3 separate regions of the Mus musculus genome follow, and all the other regions are linked to region 2. Evidence: chromatin contacts called from public promoter capture Hi-C data. All regions are on one chromosome and are shown on one strand. The core of a region is the stretch at or near the end of the contact, and the rest is flanking DNA. Distances in the headings are between cores, read along the strand shown. Region 1 has its middle 8.3 kb from the start of Gm52283. Region 2 holds the start of Tomm6os (translocase of outer mitochondrial membrane 6, opposite strand). Region 3 holds the start of Spats1 (spermatogenesis associated, serine-rich 1).

Region 1 (4,826 bases), core at 1,648-4,147, 2.1 Mb before region 2:
TGTGAGTCCTATACCCTACATCAGCTGCTGAGGCTGGACAGCTGCTCCTAGAACAGTGGGAGGAAGGAGGTGGGAAGTCAGAGTCCGTAAGAGGAGATGAGGGGAGACGTGCCTAACATATTCCACGAAGGGAGAGAAAACAGCATAAACCACAAGGCCTCAGGGGGAAGGAGAAATTTAAGAGCAATTGGGCAAGACTGTAATGGGAATACATTTCAGAGACCCAAAAAGGGGACTTAAATATCTTGGAAGGGTATGCCTGGGAATGGTCAGGAAAGTACCAAGTCACAAATGTTATCAAGATGTTTGCTCCCCTTCAGATTCATCTAGACAGTCAAGACATTCTTTTAAATTCAAATCCCAAGGGGGGGGGGGAGACAAAAAACAAAAAACCCACTGGCACACTAAGAAAAAAAAAAAAGGTTGATGCAATTCTAGCCAAGTACCCAGCCCAATGGTGACTCGTAGTTTCTTTTCTTTCAGGATCTGAGTAAGCTGCCCATAAAAATGTGTTCTGGAGACTTGGGTATGGTGGCGTAATGCTGGTAAATCCAGAATTTGGGAGGTAGAGGCAGGACTTCTGGAGTTCAAGGTCAACCTCACTTACAAGGTCAACCTCACAGTTACAGGGGACCCTGCTTCCAGAATGCAGATGTCTTTGGCTAGGTGGCTCAATGGGTTAAGTCACTCACCTTACACCCACCAAGCTGGCTGTTCTGGGTGTAAGAATCAAGTCTCACGAGTTGTCCTCTGGCTTCTTGCCTTACTTGGGTTTCTATTGTTGTGATACATACCACCCAGCTTAAGGGGGGGGGGCACACAGTTTATTACAGTTTACACTTCTACCCTGTAGTCCACCATTGAAGGAAGTCAGGCAAGAACTCAAGGCAGGAACCTGGAGGCAGGAGCTGAACCAGAGGCCATGGGCAAGTGCTGCTTACTGACCTGCTCAGCTTGCTTGCTTGTTTGCCTTTTGCTTTTGCTTTTTCTGTTTTTGTTGTTGCTGCTGCTGCTGTTGTTGTTGTTGTTGTTGTTGTCGTATTTTGAGACAGGGTTTCTCTGTGTAACAGTCCTGGCTCACCTAGAACTCACTATGCAGACCAGACTGGTCTCAAACTCACAGAGATCAGCCTGCCTCTGCCTCTCCAGAGCTGGGATTAAAGGAACGTGCCTTCTTTCTTACTAACCAGGAGCACTGACCCCACCCTCCACGGTTGGCTCTCCTGAGACAACCATTAACCAAGAAGATGCCTCGGAATCCTGGCCACAGATCCTTCTGGTCCAGACATTTTCTCAGTCAAGGTTCCCTTTTCCCAAATGACTCCAGCTCGTGTCAAGTCTGCAGGGAGCTAAACAGAACATCTCTGCAAACACATACCCACGTGGAGATATAACTCACGTGGAGATATAACTTACGTGGAGATATAACCCACGTGGAGATATAACTGAGTGAAGTCATAAAAGTTTCAAAACAGGGAGTGGGGTTGTAGCTGGGTTGCTAGAGTTGATCACTTAGCGTGTAGGAAACCCTAGGTCCAATTCCCTGTAACTCCAGCCCTGGGAGGTAGAAGCAAGAGGGTCAGAAGTTCAAGGTCATGCTCCACTACATTGGGAATCCAATGCCGGACCTGGAGTGTCTAAGCAAACACAACAAAGAAGAAACAAAACTAAAACTGAGCAAAACAAAACAGCAACCAGCAAAACCAGGTGTGATTAAGTTGACAGATCTAACTGTGCAGGTCCAATCTCAGCTCATCTGTTACTGAATGGAATCTTCCGCAAAGCAGTCAGTAGTTCAGTTTACCTTTCTGTGAAATGTAACTGATCAGACAGGGCAGAACCTAGTGTAGAAAACGTAACAGTAGGAACGTTCTTATGTGGTTAGGTATGGTGGACCATGTCCCCAACCCCAGCTCTTAGGAGGTACAGACGGGGGAGCAGGAGTTCAAGATTCTTCTCTGCTGCTTAGTGAGTTGGAGACCAGCCTGGGCTCCATGAGAGCCTTTCTCAAATACAACAACAACAACAGCAACAACAACAACAACAAGACACTATCTGGGCTGTCAAGATGGCACAGTAAGTAAAGATGCTTGCAAGCCTGCTGGCCGGAGTTCACTGGAAACTGAATAAAAGGTCTAACTCCACACAAGTTGTAAGACAACCTGCATAGGCACACAGCAACACAGGCATATTCCCAAGCAGAATAAAATAAAATAAAATAAAATAAAATAAAATAAAATAAAATAAAATAAGTTTTAAAAAGTACATTGAGCCAGGTGTGGTGGCGCATACCTTTAATCCCAGTACCTGGGAGGCAGAGGCAGGCGGATTTCTGAGTTCGAGGCCAGTCTGGTCTACAAAGTGAGTTCCAGGACAGCCTGAGCTATACAGAGAAATCCTGTCTCGAAAAAAAAAAAAAAAAAAGTACATTGAAAAACCCAGTCCTTCTAGGTTGTTTATCACACTGCTGTCTGCAGGTGCACAGAGCTCTAGGCCTTTATAATTCTCACCTCCGTGTTTGTTTTGTTTTTTTCCTTTGACGGATGAATGAACACATTCACAGGGAACCTTGGTGACAGAAGAAGTTGGGAGCAAGGCAGATGTGGTACAGAGGTTTGCACATCAAACTGAATGGGCTGCGGTGGCCCCAGCTGGAGAGCTGGGTCGCGCAGGACAGTTTGAAGCCATTCATTCCTCTAAGCCTCAGACTCATTCAGTATTCACTAGGTATGGGCTCTAAAAACCAGTGAGGCCCAAATGTCAGTGAAAAACTCTCAATGCACGGTCAGGATGGGAGACACAACAGGAAATGGGAAGTTTCTGTCCAGAGGTCATAAAAGCAGGTCAGAGAAGGGAGGGGGGAGGCGGAAAGAGGAGTGGCTAGAGAAGGAGGCGGCCCCTAGACAGGGTCTCCAGGAGGAAGTAGGTCGGGCAATGCCTTTCAACGGGTAGGGTGGGTGCTTTAGGAGGGGGGTTCAAGGAAGAAAGGATCTGAGCAAGGACGAGTAGCCAAGTAATGAACAGACTGAATTTAAAAACTGCCTAATGAACTCAAGGCCGGGGCCACAAACAAAGCCTGAGGGAGTCTTCGACATCCCTCTGGGTAGGTGGCAGTAACCAAAAAGAAGCATCCCGAAGTCCTTGGGGAGGTGACAGCGGGACTCAGACACCGGAAGGAAGGTGATTCCAAGGCCCCAGGAGACCCAGAGTTTGAAGGCCAGGCCGGGAGAGGTGGGTGTCAAGGAGAGACAGTGACGCCGCTGTGGGGATGAACAGGCAGGAAACTCCCACTCTGTGGCCTGCGCTGGGAAGCAGAGTAAACACGGAGAGAGGAAAAGGGAGCTGCAGGCTCCCCAGAGGTCCTAGAAGTAAATACATAGGCAGAGAGCCACAGGATCCCGGAGGAAGATAGAGCAGGAAGTGGTTTCCCCGGGAGGCAGACTTCAAGGCAGTTTTCTGTGTCTTACCGAGAATATGCTAAGCGGTTTTTGTTTTGTGTTGGGCTTGGGGAATCAGAACCCTGGGGAAACTAGATAAGCATTCCATCCTTTGGTTATGATCTGCAGCTACCGAAATCAGGACACACAAGACCCCAATAGGCCAAATGTCATGAGGAAGAGAGGCAGGGCTCGGTGGTAGATGCCTGGGAGAAAACAGATCTACCGGAGTGAAGGAGCAAATGTCTATGTGATAGATATTAACCAACCCCAGTGGAAAGACAGTGTCAAGAGGAAAGACATGCAACCGTTGTGGCTGACAAACGTCTCATCTTCCTAAAACGGAACTAGTTCCTAGGGGCTGGGGAGGGGCTCAGCCAGTCAGGTGGTAAAGGGCTTGCTGCACAAACGTGGAAACTTCAGTTTGAACCTAGGAGATTATGTGTGTCTATGTGTAGTGTTTGCCTGCAATCCCAGGGCTAGAGAGGTGGAGACAGGACCCACTTCGTGTTTGTTATGTATAGCTAAATCTCCTAGACAATTTCATACTGGCTTCCTGGGTTAGATGAAATAGCACATGAAGTGGAAACTTCCAGTTTCTTTGGAAAGTTAGTTCTGTCGAATGATGTTTTGTTGGGGCACATAGATGAGAGCATGTCTTGCTAAAGTGAACACTTTAAAGACTTGTTTTCTTGAAGCAGACAGGGTTGAAAGGATATTTTGATATAGCGAACACGTGGGAGGATCTGTGATGAAGGAATATAAATAGGACCCCACAGGACAGTGGCAGTGTCATCACAAGTTGAGCTCAACAAGGCCACTTAAGGTGAACCAACACATGTGTGTCCTTAGCAAAGAATAATGAAATAGAGCAAACCAATGTTCAGTGCTCTTTAAAGGTCTTTGTGTTCCTTTTCACAGTGAGACTGATAGATAAAAGCCCAACAAACGTGCTCACTTCGGCAGCACATATACTAAAAAAAAAAAATTGGAACGATACAGAGAAGATTAGCATGGCCCTGCGCAAGGATGACACACAAATTCGTGAAGCAGTCCATATTTAAAAAAAAAAAAAAAAAGCCCAACAAACATTGACATTCACAGTCTTGGTTTTTATGGAGATCTCTTTGTCTGTGATATATATTACATAAAATAAATAGATCTTTTTTTAAAAGATCTATTTATTTATTTTATTTATGTGAGTACACTGTAGTTGTCTTCAGACACACCAGAAGAGGGCGTCAGATCTCATTATGGATGGTTGTGAGCCACCATGTGGTTGCTGGGAATTGAACTCAGGACCTTTGAAAGAGCAGTCAGTGCTCTTAACTGCTGAGCCATCTCTCCAGTCCCAAATAAATAAATCTTTAAAAAATAGTATTTAAAAAA
Region 2 (4,832 bases), core at 1,222-3,721:
TCATCTGGCTTTTAACTTAAATCTTGTCATTAACTGCTCAATTATGGGATCATGGCACACTTTAAGGTTTTATTCCTCCAGAAATCAGTTGCTCTTTCCTAGTGTAGCCAAAATCATGTGGGTTCTAAGTCTCACACACTGTTTACAAGGCTGCTTCCTGGTCACCTTTTGGGGCTCTGCAAGTAATGGCTTCAAACCCAAGCTTTGTCCTCGAGTTCATACTCATGACCCTGGCTCCCCAGCCCTATTGTTTTTTTTTAAAAAAGGAAGTCTCAGTGTGTAGCCCTGGCTAACCTGGAACTCACTATGTAGGACAGGCTGGCCTTAGAGATACATAGCTTCTGGGATTAAGTGTGTGCCACCAGGCCTCCAGCCTGCCTCTTCAGAGTATCTGTAATCCCAGGGTAAATTCTAGGCCTGAGTTCCCTCATAGGGTGTTTCTCCTAGCCATCCCCACTCAGGTCCTACCTGCTAAAGATTCACAAGAGAATGGCAACCCCCGTCCTATGCATGACTAGGCACGTGGCTCAGTAGGGTGCTTGCCTAGCAAGCATAAAGCCCAGAGTCTGATGCTAGCACCACATAAAATCAGGCATAGTAAAGCCTTGAATCCTAACCTGTACCTGTGATCCTAAGAGTCGGTTCATGGAAACAGCAAAATAAGCAGTTCATGACCATCTTCAACTATGTAGCTAAGTTTGAGGCCAGCCTGGACTACAGACCAGCACAAGAACCAGATATCTCCCCCTCCCCCCCCCCCCCCCGCAAAAGAACAAAAAACAAACACTTTTAATTATGCCTCCCCCAACCCCAATTATTTTCTGGAGGTCAAATTGAAGCCTTTTCTGCAATGAGCTATACTGGTAGGCCTCAGAGAACTGACTGGATGAGCTATGTGCCAGCAGGTCCAGGAAAGCTGCTTTGTCTTTTTCCTTTTTTAAGTAACATCTGTAACAGTCATGCAGCTATGACCCAGACACACTAATCCTTTCCGACGCATGCTGTGACCCACAACCAGTTCCAAAGCGGCTGGTGCATAAAAAAAGTTTTAAAATACCCAGTCAATTGACTACATGAAACTATGGAGACCCCGTCTCTACCGCCACCTGGTTCCCTGGTACAGGAGTCTTTCTGTGCTGGTTTCTGCGTGCCTGGAAGAACACCAGACAGCAGCACCAGTGTGAATTTCAGGGTAGGGAGCACCTTTGTTTGTGAAGGAAGCTGCTTCCTTGTGCTCCCTGACACGTTTGTCTCCACCCACACATCACTGTCCACTCCTGCCACCAGGTCTCACTCTATCCCAACAATGCCTCCCTGGTCCCTGGAGAACCCACCTGGCAAACTAAAACGACAACCACCACCTTCTTCCTACAGGAAGACTCAGCAGTAGGAACTGCTCAAGAATCAGCTTTGCGGCACGTGTGCATCCCTGGGAAGTGGGTGGTCCCATTCCCATTTCATCTCCACTGCAGATCATGTTTGGGGCTCATGCCTGTCTCTTGAGTGTGAAATACAAGTCATGTTTATTTGATTTTTGTAAGCGGACTTTTTACACCTTGTTTTTGTAATAAGTTTCTTATTAAAAGAATAAAATACCTGTCTTTTATGTGCAGGCTTTATTTGAAATCTTTTTCAAGAACCATTACTACTCTTCAGGACAAGGGCAAGGACCATCTTCTGCAGAAAGTTGGGAACTGCACACAGAACCGTGCAGAGGCAACATCTCAGCCGACACTGGGGGATGGGGGGGCAGTGGGGGGGGGTTCAGGCAAGGAGAGGGAGTCAACTTCAGCTGCCACTCAGGTAGGATCTTGTGGTCACAGACAGTAGGCTGTCTTTGGAAAGTCTGAATACACAGGAGTTCCATTCTCTGTAAGCAGATAACAGCATCAGAAACGGGGAAACACAGGAGAACTGCTCTCACCTAGAAACACAAGGGCAAGGCTTTACCCCAAGAATCTTCCCTACTTCTGTGACTAGCTGACAGAACATACTGCTGTCTTCATCTTTTAGGATTCCTGAAATAGGCAGGGGAAAGTGAAGTCTTACCTGGCTACACCCCTGGCTGAGGGGCCATCAAATCAATGTCACTCAAGTTCCTGGCCAGCCAGACTCCCGCAGCAAAGAGTCCCAAATTGAGGATCAAGTTCCTGGGTCAAGAATACATTTCATTAACCCTACAGTCCGAGAGTCTCATGCAGCTAATGACATACTATGGCAAGTTTCCTCTCAGCACCACCTTCTGGAGGTGCTGACTGACACCTGATACAGGGGTATGTCCTCCTAATATGCACATGAGAATTTTACGTTCGCATCTACTAACACAAGCCAAGGCCAACTTAGTACTCTGCGGGGGCTAAAATTTGCTTATGCGTTGGCACCCCTTCCCTGCCTTCTAGGTTAGGGCGATTTCTTTAAAAATATGACGTTCTTTAATTTGTGTATGTGCGTGCGCGTGCACGCGACACAGCGCACGTGTGGAGGTCAGTACAACCCGCAGGGGTTGGTCTCTTCTTGTACCCTGCGGGTCTCATGGATCGGCGGGTCCCATGGATCCCAAATCCTCAGGCTTGGCGTCTGAACTATCGCTGTAGCCCGGAGCGTCATTCCTTGAAAGCCACGTGACAGGGTGTCTTTTGCCACCACGAGACCACAAGGTTCTCAAAGCGATAAAACCTCTGGGGATGCATGCCAGACTCACCAGGTAAGGAAATACAAGTTTAAGTTTATGAGGACCAGAGACGGCCCGGGCTTGGTTACCTCCGGAAGTCGTTTCGATCGGTGGCGAAGCGGAAGACACCGCGGAGCCAGTCTCCCACGTTGTCTGGAACCTCTGAGGCCTCGCTGGCCGACCCGGCGGCGCTCACCGTCACTCCGCTGGAAGCCATACCAGCACTAAGCACGTACCAACCGAGCGTCGCACCGGGTCGTCGCAAGCCGATTGCGCAACTTCCGATCTCCGCACTTCCGCCGATCAGCGTAAGAAATGAGCGAGAAGGCCCGCCCCCACCTCCTCCAGGAGTTCGTAGAGCCAGGACGCCTGATCGGAGGCGGAGCCCCGCGGCCCCGCCTCCCAGGGACGGGGGTCGGTTCCCAGTGCTGCTCTACAACCCAGTTAGTTTAAGCAAGGTGATGACGGTGAGGCTAGCCCAGCCTCTGCGGATAGGGGTTAGCTCACCCTGTAGGCGCTGGGCAGTGGGATGCTCCCAAGAAAGTGTCTTTCAGGTCAGAGAGCGTGCAGTACCAATGGGATTATCCCGCGTGCCTGGCTGCCTTCTGTGTCCGGTCTTTACACAGCACAGCCTTGTTATCTCGCTACATAAGTCCCCCCACCCCACCCCACCCCAATCCCACCACCCTGATCTCCAGGCCGCGCCACTAACAAATGGTGCAGTGCTTCCTGGAGATGTCTCTGTCATCTGCTTGCAGGTTTTCGGGGGTCTTCCAGGGCTCTGGAAGGCGCTGGCCAAAGAAAAAGCCTTCGGGTTCCGACTCAGAGGAAGAGGAGCAGGTGGGGCAGGGGCTGTCCTCTATGGGACTCCCGGGTGTCTGTGGGCCGTCTCTATCCTGCCGTTTGGATGCCCCATTCAGGGTTTCCAGGGTGAGAGTGGGAACTGCAGAGAGAAGCGCAGCTCGGGAGGTGATCTTGTCATCCGAGGAGGCACGGTTCCAGCCGACGCTTGGATCGGGTCCTTCTTCCTCTGTTCCAAACCCATCAGAAATGCCCATCTCAGAGCCCCCAAGTCCTTGTGCAAGAGGCGGGCCAGGGTTGCGTGCAGCCTCCCGCCCCGCCCCAGGCTGTGCCGTGCGCGCCACCGCTGCCGCCAGTCTACCCCAGGGGCCCCCCCGCCTCCGTCCACCAGTGGGCGACCGCCTCCCCCGCCTGGGAGCGAGTCCGGCGCCGCAGCCCCGCCGGGTGGGTTCAAGAGGCCTTTGGAGCTCGCAGGCCAGGGACGCGCGGTGAGAGCTGCGGGCCCCAATGCTCGCGTCTGGGGGTTGCGGTGGGAGGACTGGGTGTTGCTGGAGCGGGTAGGACAGCGTAGGCATGGGGCGAAGGGTTCTGATCTGGGAAATTACCCCCTTCTATGCTCAGCCCAAGCCGCCGCTCCCTCCCCTTAAGATCTGCACCGTCCCCTCCTTTACCAAAAGACGCTTGTCCTTCCGCTACTCCTACTGAGCTAGAGCCCGCACTTCTGTAGCGTTTTGAGAAGCAGCTGGGGCAGCATGGGCTACCCCCCGGCAGGGCATAACGTCCCCCATCCAGGGGCCCTGCGCAGTCCTGGCAGCAGAAGTGGTTCTCGTGCCAGCGCTGTCCCTCTGCTTCAGTGCAGCGCTGGGAGAAGATCAGCTGGGTGAGGGAAAGGAAACCGATTCATTCATTCATTCATTCATTCACTCACCCATTCTTTCATTCATCCAATAACCACGCCTTATACCCATTAACGCTATGCCCACAGGCGTTCTGATTTGAAGTACTTTGTGACTTTTGGATTCAGAGAGGGTGATTGGCTTTGGGCCGGAACGTCCACGTAGCAGGTGGCCCAGTCCGAAGTTGGACCCCAGAGCTTCCCTAACTCCTATCCCAAGATTCAATACGGCCTTTCATGTTGATGTTAAGATCCTTCTAGAATTGGGCAAGCACAGCATTGATCATCTGACATAGTGATGAGATAAACACCTGCTCAAGGATCCAGAAACGTTCTGAGTCCAAACTAATTTAAGGACCTCTGCTCGAACTGGGGAAGAGAGAGAGAGAGATAAATAAAGGCAACAGGTCAGGTCCCACAGGCCCATACCTCAAGAGAACAAAAGGGAATGGGGTGGCCCTGGCT
Region 3 (4,951 bases), core at 1,620-4,119, 2.2 Mb before region 2:
ACTGGAAATGCAGCTCAGTTGGTGGAGCATTTGCCTAACATACATGAGGCTCTGGGGTTCAAGCCCGAGCATGCACCATGCATGGGGCCAGACATGATGGCGCACACCTGGGAGGTGGGGGCAGAAGGACCAGAATACAAGGTCATCCTTAGCTACGTGGCAGGTTTAGGTTAAAATGAACCACATGAGATGGGGAAGGAATGGCGGCTGAGGACAGCTGGAATTCCCACGCTATCTCCTTGCTATCTTGGCCATGATGGGCAGTTAATGGGCTGAGGTCCTCCAGCTACTTCCAGCCCAGTTTACAGCCAAGGATGGAACCGCTCCTACATCTGTTATTAAGGAGAATCACATAAGAAGACCTGGGACCAGGAGTTACAGAGACAAAGTTTGGAGCTGAGACAAAAGGATGGACCATCTAGAGACTGCCATATCCAGGGATCCATCCCATAATCAGCCTCCAAACGATGACACCATTGCATACACTAGCAAGCGTTTGCTGAAAGTACCCTGATATAGCTGTCTCTTGTGAGACTAGGCCGGGGCCTAGCAAACACATAAGTGGATGCTCACAGTCAGCTATTGGATGGATCACAGGGCCCCCAATGGAGGAGCTAGAGAAATTACCCAAGGAGCTAAAGGGATCTGCAACCCTGTAGGTGCAACAACAATATGAACTAACCAGTACCCCGGAGCTCTTGTCTCTAGCTGCATATGTATCAAAAGATGGCCTAGTCGGCCATCACTGGAAAGAGATGCCCATTGGACAGGCAAACTTTATATGCCCCAGTACAGGGGAACGCCAGGGCCAAAAAGTGGGAATGGGTGGGTAGGGGAGTGGGGGGGGGGAGGGTATGGGGGACTTTTGGGATAGCATTGGAAATGTAATTGAGGAAAATACATTATATATATATATACACAAAAGAAAGAAAAAGAAGACCTGGGACCTAGGAGACTGGGAACAAGGCTGAGACTTCTCCAGCCCCTTTTGCAGTACACTGGCTACTTACTGACCTGCAGTCATGACAGCCTGAGCCTGGATTCACCCCGAAGGGTTTGGGGGAACTGTACCATCGTCTGGACTCTGTACCCTCAAGAGAAACATGCTCCCATTCTTTCTCCTCTTCCTTAAGAGCCAGTTATGGAGTAAGAGCATGGGCCTGCACAAACCTGCCTTGGAGTGCTCAGTTCCACCTGAAGTGCCCCAATCTCATAAGTAATGCCGCATTTCTACTAATATCTGAGCAAGCAAAAACATGGATATGGACAGACCCTAGGGCAAAGCCCAGACTCTGTGCTTATTAAACAAAGCACGAGGCAGCTCAAACCCCTGGCTCCCTTTACTCGTTTACAATATACTTCCCTGCTGTTAGAAGCTCCAGGCAACCACACAGTCAGATCTCTGCCTTGTCTTGTTGTTGGGACAGGGTCTCACGCAGGCGAGACTGGCCTCAAAGTTGCTGTATACCATGAGAATGACCTTGAACACTGCGATCCTCGTGCCTGCCTGTCCTGCACAAGCACTGCACGTGTGCAAGCGCCAGCTTAGCTCCTCTTTTTGATGGAAGTCTCTGACTGATCAGATCTCAAATGTAGACATGAGCTCATTGTGTGTAGCCCCTAACTATCTGCCTTAGCTTGGATCTGCAATGCTCTCCAAAAACCCATGTTTTAAAGATTTAGCTCCCAGTCTGTCATACTGTTGGGATGATGGGACTGTTTTAAAAGTCAGAGGGCATGGAGGTGGAGAGAGTTAGAACCCTTGATGCTCTTGCAGGGGGGGGCGGGACTTCTATCCCCAGCACCACGTGGTGGTTCACAGCCATCCATAACTCCAGTTCCCGGGTATCCAACGCCCTCTTCTACCTTCTGCAGGCACCAGACGCAAACTCAGTATACATACATACAAACAGGCAGGCAAAACATACATAAATAAAATAAAGACAACTTTAAAAAAATAAGAAGTCTTGGGTCGTTGGGGTGCCTCTGAGTGAAAGAGTGGGACCACAGCCATCCCTTTTACTCGTCATTATTTCTTGACTAAGAGGGAGACGCTTTGATGATTGCCACTATGATATGCCACCAGAGGGCCAAAGCAACAGGACCTTGACCATGAGCCACACCTGGAATGTCGGGGGCCTGTGAAGCAAAAGATGGAGAATTCCGGGCTACTCTGGGCTACATATGAGGTAGCAGTGCTTAGTCTTTAAAAAAAAAAAAAAAAAAAAAACCTATAAAGCTATGAGTCCAATAAACCTTTTCTCTCCATAAGCTTATACACCCATCCAACCTTTTGATTTCCCAGAACTCAATTGTATTTCTTTTCCACCTTAGTCATGCCCAAGTCGCTTTTCTCTGGAACCTTCTGCCGCTCTCTAGTACAGGCCGCTCTTGAGACAGAGGGAAGTTGGCGGACGGGATTGCCATATCCAGTATTCATGGGCTCACCAGTTCACACAGTGAAAAGCAATCGGACCCAAAAGGTGCTTGTTAGAAAGGCTATCATTCAAAACCAACAGACCCCATAAGTCATTGAAATTCAAGAGGCAGCGCAAGGGAAAAACCTAAATCTCACTGGACCTCCTAGCGGTGTTCACGGGTTTGAATGTCCTGCCCACTCCTCCTCCTCCTGACTCAGGGCTCCCGAAAGTACTCGCCCCGCCCCGTCCTTGGGTCTCCTTTCCACCTCTGAGTCCCACCCTACTTCCCTGGGGGAAGCCCTTCATCTACCCTTGGAAGACTCCATGGAGGATGTGGCCCAGATCAACGCACCAACTGGCAGCGGAACTGCCAAATACCAGGATGCAAAGCGAAAGCAAGGGCGTCTACCACCGCCTGCAAGGCTCGGTCCAGGGTTGCCAGGACAACGCGCCACTTCCCGCGAGCTGGCGCGCTACTCTTGACGCACCTATCTTCCTGCACCCGGCGCTCCGGCCTGGGTTGAGGATGGAGGTCTCAGACCTCAGAGCTGCAGAACCTCAGGATTTTGTTTTAGTTTGCGGCTCTTTTCCAACAACTGTCATTGCTACTTCTGTCACCTCGGGTGGCCGTGTGCGGTGCACCCTCTACAGAGCTTGCAGATGTCGGTGTAGAATTGGCATCCTGATTAGACAGGATTCACCCACCACTTACCGCTCCTTTTTCTGGGCCAGGCGCCCTGCTGGATGCTGTCTTGCCTCAGCAGCCAGCTGCGTTTTTCAAAATAGAAAACTGACTTTGAACAAAGGCTCGTTCAAGGTCATCCAGAAAACAGATTCACTCCCAAGTTCCACCCTTACAAAGCTATCTTTCTCTCCATGGTATAGACTGAAATTTATCTTTCTAACCCTTTCCCTAATAAATCTCACATAGAAACGCCCCCCATCCCAAGCTTAGTCTCTAAATTTATATTGAGACCTGGTTTGGGGGCTGGGCAGTGGTGGCACACGCCTTTAATCCCAGCACTTGGGAGGCTGGCTGAGGCAGGCAGATTTCTGAGTTTGAGGCCAGCCTGGTCTACAGAGTGAGTTCCAGGACAGCCAGGGCTACACAGAGAAACCCTGTCTCAAAAAAAAAAAAAAAAACAAAAAAAGAAGGAGGAGGAGGAGGAGGAAAAGAGAGAGAGTAATTAATATAATTATTCATATTTACTTGTGTGCTGTATGCATGTGCGTGCACATGTATCAGGGACTCACTTGCCCATGCATTTGTATATGTCAGGTGTCTTCCTCCGTTGCTCTCTGCCTTACATTTTTGAAATAAGGTTCTTGCTGAACCCGGAGTTCACTGTTACAGCAAGGAGTCCCAGGGAACTACCTATCTCTGTCCCACCAGCTTATAGATGTGCCATATGGCTTTTAGTAGGTCCTGGGGTTTGAACTCAGGTCCTCGGCTTGTGCAGAAAGCACGTTACCCACTGAACCCTCTCCACAGAGTGGTTCTGTTGTTAGTAATTGCATTGATTGCAAAAGAAACAACAGAAGGAGTATAGAAATCTTGAAACTGAGCTAGCCAAATATTGCTTAGACGGAGTAGATCCTCTCCAGGCCACGCCCTAACTGAGGAGTCATCCAATAGGAGACGGCCACTGGGGTTATAAAAAAGAAGCCAGAGCTGGACAGTGGTGGCACACACTTTTAATCCCAGCACTCTGGAGGCAAAGGCAGGTGGGTCTCTGTGAGTTTAAGGCCAGCCTGATCTACAGAGCGAGTTCTAGGACAGCCAGAACTATACACAGAAACTGTCTCAGGAAGAAAGAAAATGAGAAGGTGGTAATGTCAGAATGGCCACTGGTGGGATCAAACAGCTGAATATTGTCAGTTTCACAGGATTAATTTTAATTGTAAAATAGTAGTATTCCTATCAGGGACTGCAACAGGTTAAAGGCACTGACAGATTAGAAGACACCATCTCTCTCTGGGGCAGGAGCAAAGCATTGTTAAAGTGCTGTTAATTGCAGCTGAAGTGCCTTTATATAGTGATAAATCCTGTTGTAAGCATCCCTTTTAATGTGATTTTTTTTCCTTTATAAAAAGCTAAGACATTGGGGCCAGAGTGGCTTGACTTTTATTTTATTGAGTCAGGGTCTCTCTGTGTAGCTGCAGCTAGCCTGGAACTCTCTATGTAGACCACACTGGCCTCAACCTCACAGATTTGCCTGTCCCTGCCTCTGTGTCCTGAGTGCTGAGATTAAGTGGCTTGACTCCCCAGTTGACAGGTGTTACATCTTTCCCAGGCACCCTGAGTGCCCTGATAGGACTGGCATCCAAACAGCCAGGGGACTGCCCTTATGCTGGTGGCAGGCACTGGAACGCTCTGAGGAAGTTACACACCAACCCAACAACCGCAGCTCTCTGGCTCTTGGAGGCGCAACCCCACCTATGACTGCTTCCAGCCGCTTGCATGGCACTCATTGTCTTCAAAAGCTCTAGGGAACTCTAAATGATCTTGCCCCTGATCGGAAGAGGAACAC

What was found. Promoter capture Hi-C pulls out the DNA fragments that hold promoters and counts their contacts.
Region 1: a contact with region 2 is called in a promoter capture Hi-C map of liver, with 4 times the contacts expected there. The contact joins the enhancer-like site here to the promoter of Tomm6os in region 2. A contact is called at or near these places in 1 of 39 promoter capture datasets (liver), 1 of 484 Hi-C or Micro-C datasets (B cells) and 1 of 9 other capture datasets (adipose tissue).
Region 3: a promoter capture Hi-C map of the SN4741 cell line shows a contact between it and region 2, with 6 times the contacts expected there. The contact joins the promoter of Spats1 here to the promoter of Tomm6os in region 2. A contact is called at or near these places in 5 of 39 promoter capture datasets (the SN4741 cell line, hippocampal neurons, liver and 1 more).

The regions. Positions count from the first base shown.
Region 1 is chr17:45,616,259-45,621,084 of GRCm38.p6, forward strand. It overlaps the pseudogene Gm25008. Among named protein-coding and RNA genes, the nearest start is that of Gm52283, 8.3 kb to the right of the region's middle. Within about 2 kb of position 2,898, at least 176 of the 459 cell types and tissues checked have an H3K27ac peak or open chromatin away from gene starts, as enhancers often do. A contact at or near this core is called in B cells, adipose tissue and liver, where this site is marked.
Region 2 is chr17:47,685,139-47,689,970 of GRCm38.p6, forward strand. It overlaps Tomm6os (translocase of outer mitochondrial membrane 6, opposite strand), which reads left to right and starts at 2,472. Exons shown (of 3, transcript NR_045945.1): 1 at 2,472-2,979; 2 at 3,430-3,511; 3 at 3,592-4,832. Gm20517 (predicted gene 20517) reads left to right here. Exons shown (of 9, transcript NR_157366.1): 9 at 1-1,601. It overlaps Usp49 (ubiquitin specific peptidase 49), which reads left to right. Exons shown (of 7, transcript NM_198421.2): 7 at 1-1,601. It overlaps Tomm6 (translocase of outer mitochondrial membrane 6), which reads right to left and starts at 3,248. Exons shown (of 3, transcript NM_025365.3): 1 at 2,761-3,248; 2 at 2,050-2,150; 3 at 1,507-1,870. The coding sequence starts at 2,888. The coding sequence ends at 2,054. It also overlaps Prickle4 and a transcript of Frs3 not described here.
Region 3 is chr17:45,472,069-45,477,019 of GRCm38.p6, forward strand. It overlaps Spats1 (spermatogenesis associated, serine-rich 1), which reads right to left and starts at 2,870. Exons shown (of 8, transcript NM_027649.3): 1 at 2,731-2,870. The coding sequence starts at 2,746.